Linked DNA regions of Sus scrofa: region 2 is linked to region 1. A link is a contact called in public HiChIP or PLAC-seq data. All regions are on one chromosome and are shown on one strand. The core of a region is the stretch at or near the end of the contact, and the rest is flanking DNA. Distances in the headings are between cores, read along the strand shown. Region 1 holds the start of GORASP2 (Golgi reassembly-stacking protein 2). Region 2 holds the start of PDK1 (pyruvate dehydrogenase kinase 1).

Evidence for each region. HiChIP or PLAC-seq counts read pairs in DNA pulled down with a chosen protein or histone mark.
Region 2: a contact with region 1 is called in an H3K27ac HiChIP or PLAC-seq map of alveolar macrophages. The contact joins the promoter of PDK1 here to the promoter of GORASP2 in region 1. A contact is called at or near these places in 1 of 5 promoter capture datasets (liver), 1 of 47 Hi-C or Micro-C datasets (embryonic fibroblasts) and 1 of 2 datasets of contacts at active chromatin or transcription factors (alveolar macrophages).

Annotation. Positions count from the first base shown.
Region 1 is chr15:77,097,495-77,101,609 of Sscrofa11.1, forward strand. GORASP2 (Golgi reassembly-stacking protein 2) reads left to right here and starts at 1,814. Exons shown (of 11, transcript XM_021074828.1): 1 at 1,814-2,061. The coding sequence starts at 1,999. It overlaps LOC110256942 (a long non-coding RNA gene), which reads left to right and starts at 1,681. Exons shown (of 1, transcript XR_002339024.1): 1 at 1,681-2,064.
Region 2 is chr15:78,606,313-78,610,427 of Sscrofa11.1, forward strand. PDK1 (pyruvate dehydrogenase kinase 1) reads left to right here and starts at 2,165. Exons shown (of 11, transcript NM_001159608.1): 1 at 2,165-2,433. The coding sequence starts at 2,232.

The sequences.
Region 1 (4,115 bases), core at 564-3,063:
CACAGCAGCTTTAAGCAGGGGCTGGAGTTGCGCATCCACTACCTCAGGTCCACAGCTGGTGTTCTGCAAACTATGGCTCCTGTCAGATGTCTGGGAAACAAAAATTTTGACCACTGAACATAGCAACAGCTTATAACACCACCACGAAGAGGATTATAATTGCCAAGCAGAACAAGAATATTTATCAACAAATCTAGCTCTTATACTTACTCCTTTGCGTCAAATTCATTAATTTGTTGAATTAACTGCCAGGTACTCTATTAGGTATTAGGAATACAGAGCTGACTCCACTGCATTCCCTGTCCTTGAGAAGCCTCATAACTGGAGATATCATCTGAATCTTTATATATGTCCCAGGCCTCCTAAAAACCTGGTATTGGTTTATGGACAGCAGAGAAAGAAAAATGATTTTTTTATTTTAAAATTCTAAATACTCTTCTATTGTTACAAAAGCAGTCCATGAGTATTTCAGAATGTAGCACCAGCAAAGACAAACCAAACCAAAAAAAAAAAAAAAAAAAAAAATTCCATCACTACCAAGGGGTCACCATAGTAATGCTTGGTTCATATCTTGCTACATCTTCATACACATACTCTGCGTTAAGGTGTATTTGGTTTACAAAAATATGTCTGTATTGTTTACAGACATATTTTGCCTTATAACCTGGTCTTTTTTCAGTCAATAATTTCCACTTTTCCAGGACAATTAATGCTTTACCTTCAAATTCTCAGTATTCACATTTTCCCAATTGAGCCCAAACTGTCCTTTACAGCTTATTTTTCCAAATCAACCCCTAACTCATGGCCTTTCATTGCACCTCCTGGCTATATTCTTGATTATTTCTTTTAATCCAGTATAAACTCTTTCTTGTTATTCCGATTTGATGAAAAGAACTGGCCAGCTGTTATGAAAAACGGCTCACTTCCTGTATTTTTGCCTGGTTGCTTCCTTGTGAAATCATTTTACTTATTCCTCTATCCTCTCTTCCTGTAAATTGGAAGATCTAACTAAAGGTGTGAAAGGAGCAAGGTAAACATTTTGGACCAGAGTACTTCACAGGTGATAACAGGTACTTCATGTTGCTTCACATCAGAATACACATGCTCTGATATCTGGTTGATCCACCGTAAGTGATACTCAAATTGACCCGTGGGCAATGGCCATAACTGCGGGGTTTTAGAAGGGAAGGGGCAAAAGGAGCAACCGAGTAGGAAAACTGTGACCACAAGTTGGCTAACTGAAGGAAGCGGGGTGGAGAACTGAGCAGCAGGCGGTGGAACTCCAAGGGCATCCAACTGTGCTCCCCACTCGGGCACCGCTCAGTTTGTGACGATCTTTTTCTCATAATTAGGGGAAAAAAAACAAAGAACTTCGGCGGGTCCTCCATGACTCTTTAGGACAAGTGCTTTATGAAGGGAGCGTTTTCCTTTATAAAGAGGTGAGCGGAAGCGCTATCTGCCCACGAAGATACCCTACCACGCTCCTCCGTACAACCTGGGAGGAGTACTTTAAACTCAGAGAAGAGGGAACTCGTAGTGTTTGCATCCACCCGGTTCTTTTCAACAGCAGCCCCTTCCTGGTCTCTGGCCACCAGGCGGAGCTACAATCAAACAACTCTTCTTGCAGGCTAGCGGGAACGCGGCTTAGATGAATCTTGTCAAGCCCAGGGACCCGTAGCAAGGTGCCAAGGCTGGATGAACCGTATTTCTGCTCTCTCGCGAGCACGAGTAAGGCCCCTCCCCACCTTCCCGCTCCCCCCTCCCCTCGCCTGCTGTACGCTCAGGCTCCTCCCGGTGGTTCGCGGCAGGTGGCGCTGTCGGCGGCGTCGCTGCGGCCCCAGCTGCCGAGGCGACGATCTCCCAGCGGGCAGCGCGGCCCGGCTCTCCCGAGGCAGCGAGTGCCACGTCCCAAGTGCTACGCGGAGGAGCGGAGCGGGTGGTGCGCGGGAGGCGGGAGCTGCGCGAAGCCCGGCCCGGCCACACTGATCGCCCGCCGCCATGGGCTCCTCGCAGAGCGTCGAGATCCCAGGCGGGGGCACGGAGGGCTACCACGTCCTGCGGGTAAGAGCATCGACGGCGGCGCGGGGGTGGCGGGCTGGAGGCGGGGCCCGGTCACGGGGAGGCTGAGGCCCCGACGGGCTTCTTCTTGGGGCAGCCAGGCCGGACCCCGAGAAGGAGCGGCGAGTGCCGGCGCTGCGTTGGCCGAGGCCGGTTCGAGAGGCCGCTCGCATCCCGCCTACCCCGGACTCTCCGGGCCCAGCATCCGGAAGGAGAGGCTGGAGCCAGAGGTGGCAGCCTACGATTTGGCCGGGGGCGGCCCAGGCGAAGAGGGCAACCTCGGCTCCTTTTCCTTTTGAGAGCCTTCTCTGCCCCTCTCCCCTTCATTCTTAGCTCCCAAAGTCAAGGAAGGCTTGGGGGCAAAGTCTGTAAAAGAGGTGATGGTGAAGGTAGCGTTTCTTTTCTGTGAAAAGGAAGTCTGGAATCCGCAGGCTAGGGGAGGGGGATGCGACGGCAGGTGTTAATCTACCTCGGCGCTGTCTGGATGTCGGGAAAGGCCAATTAGGCAAACAAAACGAAATGGCCTAGAAGCAGGTTCGACGTACTTAAATCTGCTTGATTTTCAACTGGACTTTCTTCTGTCCTGTGTCGCTCCTGACCTTTCCAACGCTCCTCTTCCACATTTCCTGCCCAGGGGAACTTCCGTTCTCTTTTTTCTAAGTCTGCTCAGGGTGTGGTGGTGATGAATGTTTAGATCCACAGTGTAAAAGAGGTAAATGGAGAGGAACGTTAAAAAAAAAAAAAAAATCAGGTAAATAAAGGAAAGCAACCTCAGTCCCCAGGACGCAGGGAAACAGTATCTCTGAAAGCATTAGCTAAGTCCCTGCTATGAATAGCCTGGGTTGTTCAGAGCATGTGGTCCTTTCCTCGTGGAACTGAGTGTCTTTAAAAGTAGCAATGTTGATTGTGTGCGTGACACCTGCGTGAGTGATAACATGATGGACTGTCAGCAAACTAGCCCCAATCTGGAGCACCATTCAGTGTAACTAGATATTAGCTCCTGGCTAATTTTCACTGAAAGTAGGAAAGCTCAATCCGTGGTGCTACAGCCATGTTCTCCCTTAGGTCCCATGTTTGAGGTGAGACAGCATTCTTAAACTAAATTACCAGAAGTCTGCTTGATAGGGCTGTCATCAGTCACCTTTCTGATCTTCAGGATTATCACATCTAGTTGCCTCTCCACTCTGCTAAAAATCCCTGTTGAAGCCACACTCTTGGTAGGAGAGTATGATTTTCCCAGAAAATACAGAGAATGTATAAATAAACTATTACCTTCTAATTCCCTTCAGCTAAGCCAGCCCCCAAGTACCACGCTGACGGAAATGGAGGGAGAATGGTCAAATCCCAGTTGTGAAGTGAAACTTGGTGGCAGTACTTTTCTATTCTCTGGTTTGATTCTGAGTTCCTCTGCTTTTGGACTATGTTGTCCAGTATTACCAGATGATTCTCACAGTTGCTGATTGTGGCCATGAATACTGGGATTCGTGATATTTTTATAATTCATGCACTAGGTAAAGCAGTGTTGATGAGTTTTTAGTCTATAAGAAAGCTGTACACATCAAAAGGATTCTAATTCAGTGACTTCTGTTAATGACTATGTTCGTTCAGTGTTAAAGTTGAAGTGAATTTCTTTACATAGGTGCACTTCAGTAAATCAGCACTCACTCATATTCAGTGGTGTATCGGCTATTAATCTATAAATATGGTTTTTAGAAGCACTAGAGACAACTTTAGTTTCCAGTCTTCATCTAGGGCATAAATGTTACAAAGACAAAATAATTTTTCTTTCATTTGAGTTTTGTTGGTGCTTTAAAATAGTCATGATCATCTAGTTTAGGCTAATTAAAAAAATTTTTTTTTTTTGAGGGAGAAAGTACTAGGTTAAATCTCAACATTTAAAAATATCTTCATTTGTTATTATCTCAATTACAGTTGTATATTCCATCTCTGAATTACTGAGCTTGTTAACCAGAATAAATATGGCAGGGTAATCATGGAATAAAGTCACCCAAGTTTAACAAGTTCTAGCATTTAATTAAAAGTTACTTTTTAAAAAA
Region 2 (4,115 bases), core at 915-3,414, 1.5 Mb after region 1:
CATTACCTGGGTGTTCTATCAGCAGGTGATATTTCATTCACCAAATATATTCATAGACTGGAAGAAGGAAGGCCACATTTGGAAGGTACAGAGCATGGCTGGTGGAGGAGCGAACATATCAAGAGATACCATCCTCTGATTACTTTCTCTACAAATCTCACAGTCTTATGTTATACTGCATCTTCTAAGATATTTTCTACCAAAATGGTAAGGACAACCATGTTAACAATTTCAGAGAAATAACTGTTAGAGGCACCACTTTGGAGAATACGTTCTAGTGCTGCTTCCACCCCATTCCCTCAACTTCCTACAATTGTTTCCAGGTGGTCAGTGTTTTCTTTCAAGCTAAACTTGCAGGACTGATGCAACTGAGGGCAGTCAGCAGTTAGATCCCTTAAACTATAACTTGCTTAATAAATATTATGTAATCTGCCTTCACTGATCAAACTTGCCTTAATGGTTCTTGCAAAATTGCACACCCTAGGAGCTTCACAGCTTAGACAATGTATCACAAGACTCCTTTAATTGCCCCCTATATGCAGCACCTCTGACAGATGGGTCACTATAGTAATGGTTCAAAAGCTGTTTTTCAGGAACATGGAAAACATGGAGCTGGTCTTGCCCAGTTCAAACTGGTTGAGACCACCAACCATTCAACTGGGCCTTCTGTCTGGAGTGTTGGATGGATGACCTTTTGACATCAGAGGGCCAAACACTCCACCCTCAGATCATACTAACCCTGCCATTTTCTGAACATGCGTCCCATGAAGAAGCATGTAGCTCGGTTGTATCTGCCGACAACATGGCTTACTTCACCTTTTTCTCACCTCCAGCCACCTTTCCCCAGTCCTGAGACCACGCTGCTGCCGCTTTTTTTTTTTTTTCATTTTTATAAGTTTTAATGAAGTTCATTTACAGTGTTGTGATACATACTGTTTCCTTATCCCATAAATATCCCAAGCCCCCTGAGCTTACGGGATGTGGATTGGTGATTTGTTCTCCCCTCCACTTCCCTTGGCACCTCGTGACTAAATCCTTCCCCTGTTGCAAAACTCCGAATCTCAGCCTTTGGCTTGTTTCAGGCTGGGCAAACGAACTTTATGTGGTAACGTTAATACACTCTAAAAAGAGATTCTCATCGCATTCTTTATACACATCATACTTTTACCCAACAACCCAAGACCTGACCACCATGGAGAAATGAATTGTTATTCTATACCAGAAACTGTTGGAGTAATGGTTATAAGGATGCTGTGGGGAGGATTATAAGGAAGCAATTTTATACCAGTTAAATGTATTTTAACTGACAAACTACAAACCCATGGAAGAGTAATTCTGTTGTATTTAAGGTATACCAAAGCACTGGGGGGGGGGGCGGAATATATGCGGATGTAGCCATGGCGAGAAGGGACTGGTGGTTTTCACTGTAGACTTGGTCTTTGCAGCTCTATGGGATTAAATCAAAATGAGAAATTCTCTAGTCTTATACTCACTATTTAGAAACCTAGAAAGGATGGAGCAACCAAACTGTGAGGCTAAGAAGACAATTAAAAAGAGGGGCAGTCAGAGTAGAGGGACCCCTTAAACACACTGCTGCCTGCGCCAAGAATGCCTGTAGGTAACGCTTTGAGGTGGGCGGCCAATTCTCTTCCCCTAGGACCAGCAGTCGTTGTCCTGTTATTTAGGGCCACACCGAAGTGATCACCATTTGTACTTATGTATCATTGTTTGACAAGGGTCGGCTTCTGAAACTCTTTGGGTCTCAGTTTCTTTTCCTGTAAAATATGGGCTTGCATCACAGAAGAGAGTTTATGGAACACGCTCACAGCGGGACACCGCGGTGTGAAGAAGCAGCGCCGGCCCTGCCCCTCAGCTGAGGCTGGGAGGGCCGTGTAACCAAAGGGCGTGGGAGGGGGCGCACTGCGCACACCGCCAGAGGGTGGTAGCTGCCCGGCCTCCACGCGCACCCCCCCCTCGCTCTCCGGGCCCCGCCCCACGGCGTAGGGGGCCGGACTGTAGCCCGGGGGCGGTCCGGCGCGCGCTCCCCGCCTCCCTCCCTCTCTGGGCCCCGCCCAGCGGCGCGGGGAGCTTGGCTCCGAAGAGGGGGGCGGCCGTGGCGGTGACAGCCGCTCCCCGCCCCCGAAGCCGCCACGTCCCTCACGTACCACCCGACCGAGTGCCCGAGCGGCGATCTGGCGCCCGGGGCTTCGGCTCCTCCGGCAGGGCTCGGCATGAGGCTGGCGCGGCTGCTGCGCGGAGCCGCCTCGGCCGGCCCGGGCCCCGGGCTGCGCGCCGCCTGCCCCAGCGCCAGCCGCAGCCTCACCTCGGACTCGGGCTCCGGCCCGGCGCCTGAACTCGGCGTTCCGGGCCAAGTGGACTTCTACGCGCGCTTCTCGCCGTCCCCGCTCTCCATGAAGCAGTTCCTGGACTTCGGTGAGTGCGGTCCGGGCCCCGAGCCTTTCTGTGCAGCCCGAGCCGGCAGCTGCGGCCGCTGACCCGGCCGGGCCGGGCCCGCGCGGGCGTCCTGTTGTCTCCGACGCGCCCCCCTCCTCAACGTCTCTCCCCCAGCGCCTTAGGGGCTTCCTTCCTCCCTCGCGGACGGTTCCTTTTGCTCCGGTGCAGGCGCAGGCGGGCGGGGGAGATAACCCGGAGCGCGTGTCTTTTACCGCGTATTGTTGGAAAACAACCTCGGGCGCCAGGGCTGAATGACCGTCCGCCTTTCGGTGCACGTGTGCACCTCTGAGCTCACAGCCCGCCTCCTTGGGAAGAGCCCCGCGCCGGAGAGAGGCGAGTGCGCGGACACCTCCGGAGTCGTGTTCGGATTCTGCAGAGTGATGATAAATGCTCGTTTGCCTTTGATGATTGCATTAAAGTGGCGTGCTGGTAGGGGAAGCAGGTTATAACTGGCCCAGTGTTGCACAGAATGTTTTCCTTGCTTAATTAAGAGTTTCCACCAACAGCACATTCATTTCGTCAACAACAAATAAGTCTGGAGCACGTGTAAAGTGCATGAGTACCAGATGCGGTGGGGTTTACCACATTTCACCTCTGAGGAAGTGACTGACCACTTTCTTCTTCAGATGGGTGCTTCCTAGTTTTCTTTAGAAAGCATGCAGAAAATTGCAAAGGCTTTTGACTTTGACTTCTCCTATGGAGGCGCCTAAGAGAATAAGGGAAAACTAAAAGTCAAAATTTTCTGTAGACACGGTTATCTTCTGCATTGTGAATGCTGTAACGGATAACTAGTGGCTTGAAAGATGTCAGCATAGTTGGCCACTTAAATTTTGTTTTTTTTGTTTTTTGTTTTTTTTGGCGGCGCCGGTGGCATATGGCATATAGAAGTTCCCGGGCCAAGGATCCAGCCCGCGCCACAGCAGTGACAGCTGCCAGATCCTTAACTCGCTGAGCCACAAGGGAGCGCCTCACTTGATCTTAAAATTGTGGTTTACAGTGGCAATTTTGTTTGACTCAAAGCTCTTGGTTTTTGTTTTTACTTTAAAATGACTCTAGGGTGATTAAGGGGTGAATTTGGCTTTGTTTACAAGTATGCCATTAAACTTTCAGGGTAAAATGTTTTCTTTTGATACTTTAATTTCTGCTATTGACAGACTAATTTTTGCTCAGGTTATTTCTTGCTAAGAACAGCAAGATGAAATCAGTGAGTTTAAAATGCATTGCTGAAATAATATGACTTTTTCGTTTAACTTTAAATGGAACTGCTTGTCAAAGGACATTCTACCTCTGTTCTCCTTAGCATTTGAGATAGGAGTGGAGGGAGGAGCAGGATGCTTTCCAGGAATCAGACAATTGAATAGGACCTGCAAGGGGGGTAGTAGCTTGAAGATGGTTTGCTGAACAGGCATTGGAAATTTTTGCTGTTCGTTGTCTGAAAGCCTCCTCTGTTTACCCTTTGCTTTTGGCAGTTAGTATAGTGGTTCTCTGTGTAGAATCAATGAATCTTCCCTTGAACCTGTTAACATTTCTGCTTTCTTAAATAGTCACTTTTCACAAACCTAGAGTTAGGAAGCAGATTTTTTAAATGATGTCAGCACCAGGTTATATAGGATAGACTTTTGCAGATCCTATGTTAATTAGACTGTGCCTTGCTCAGACTT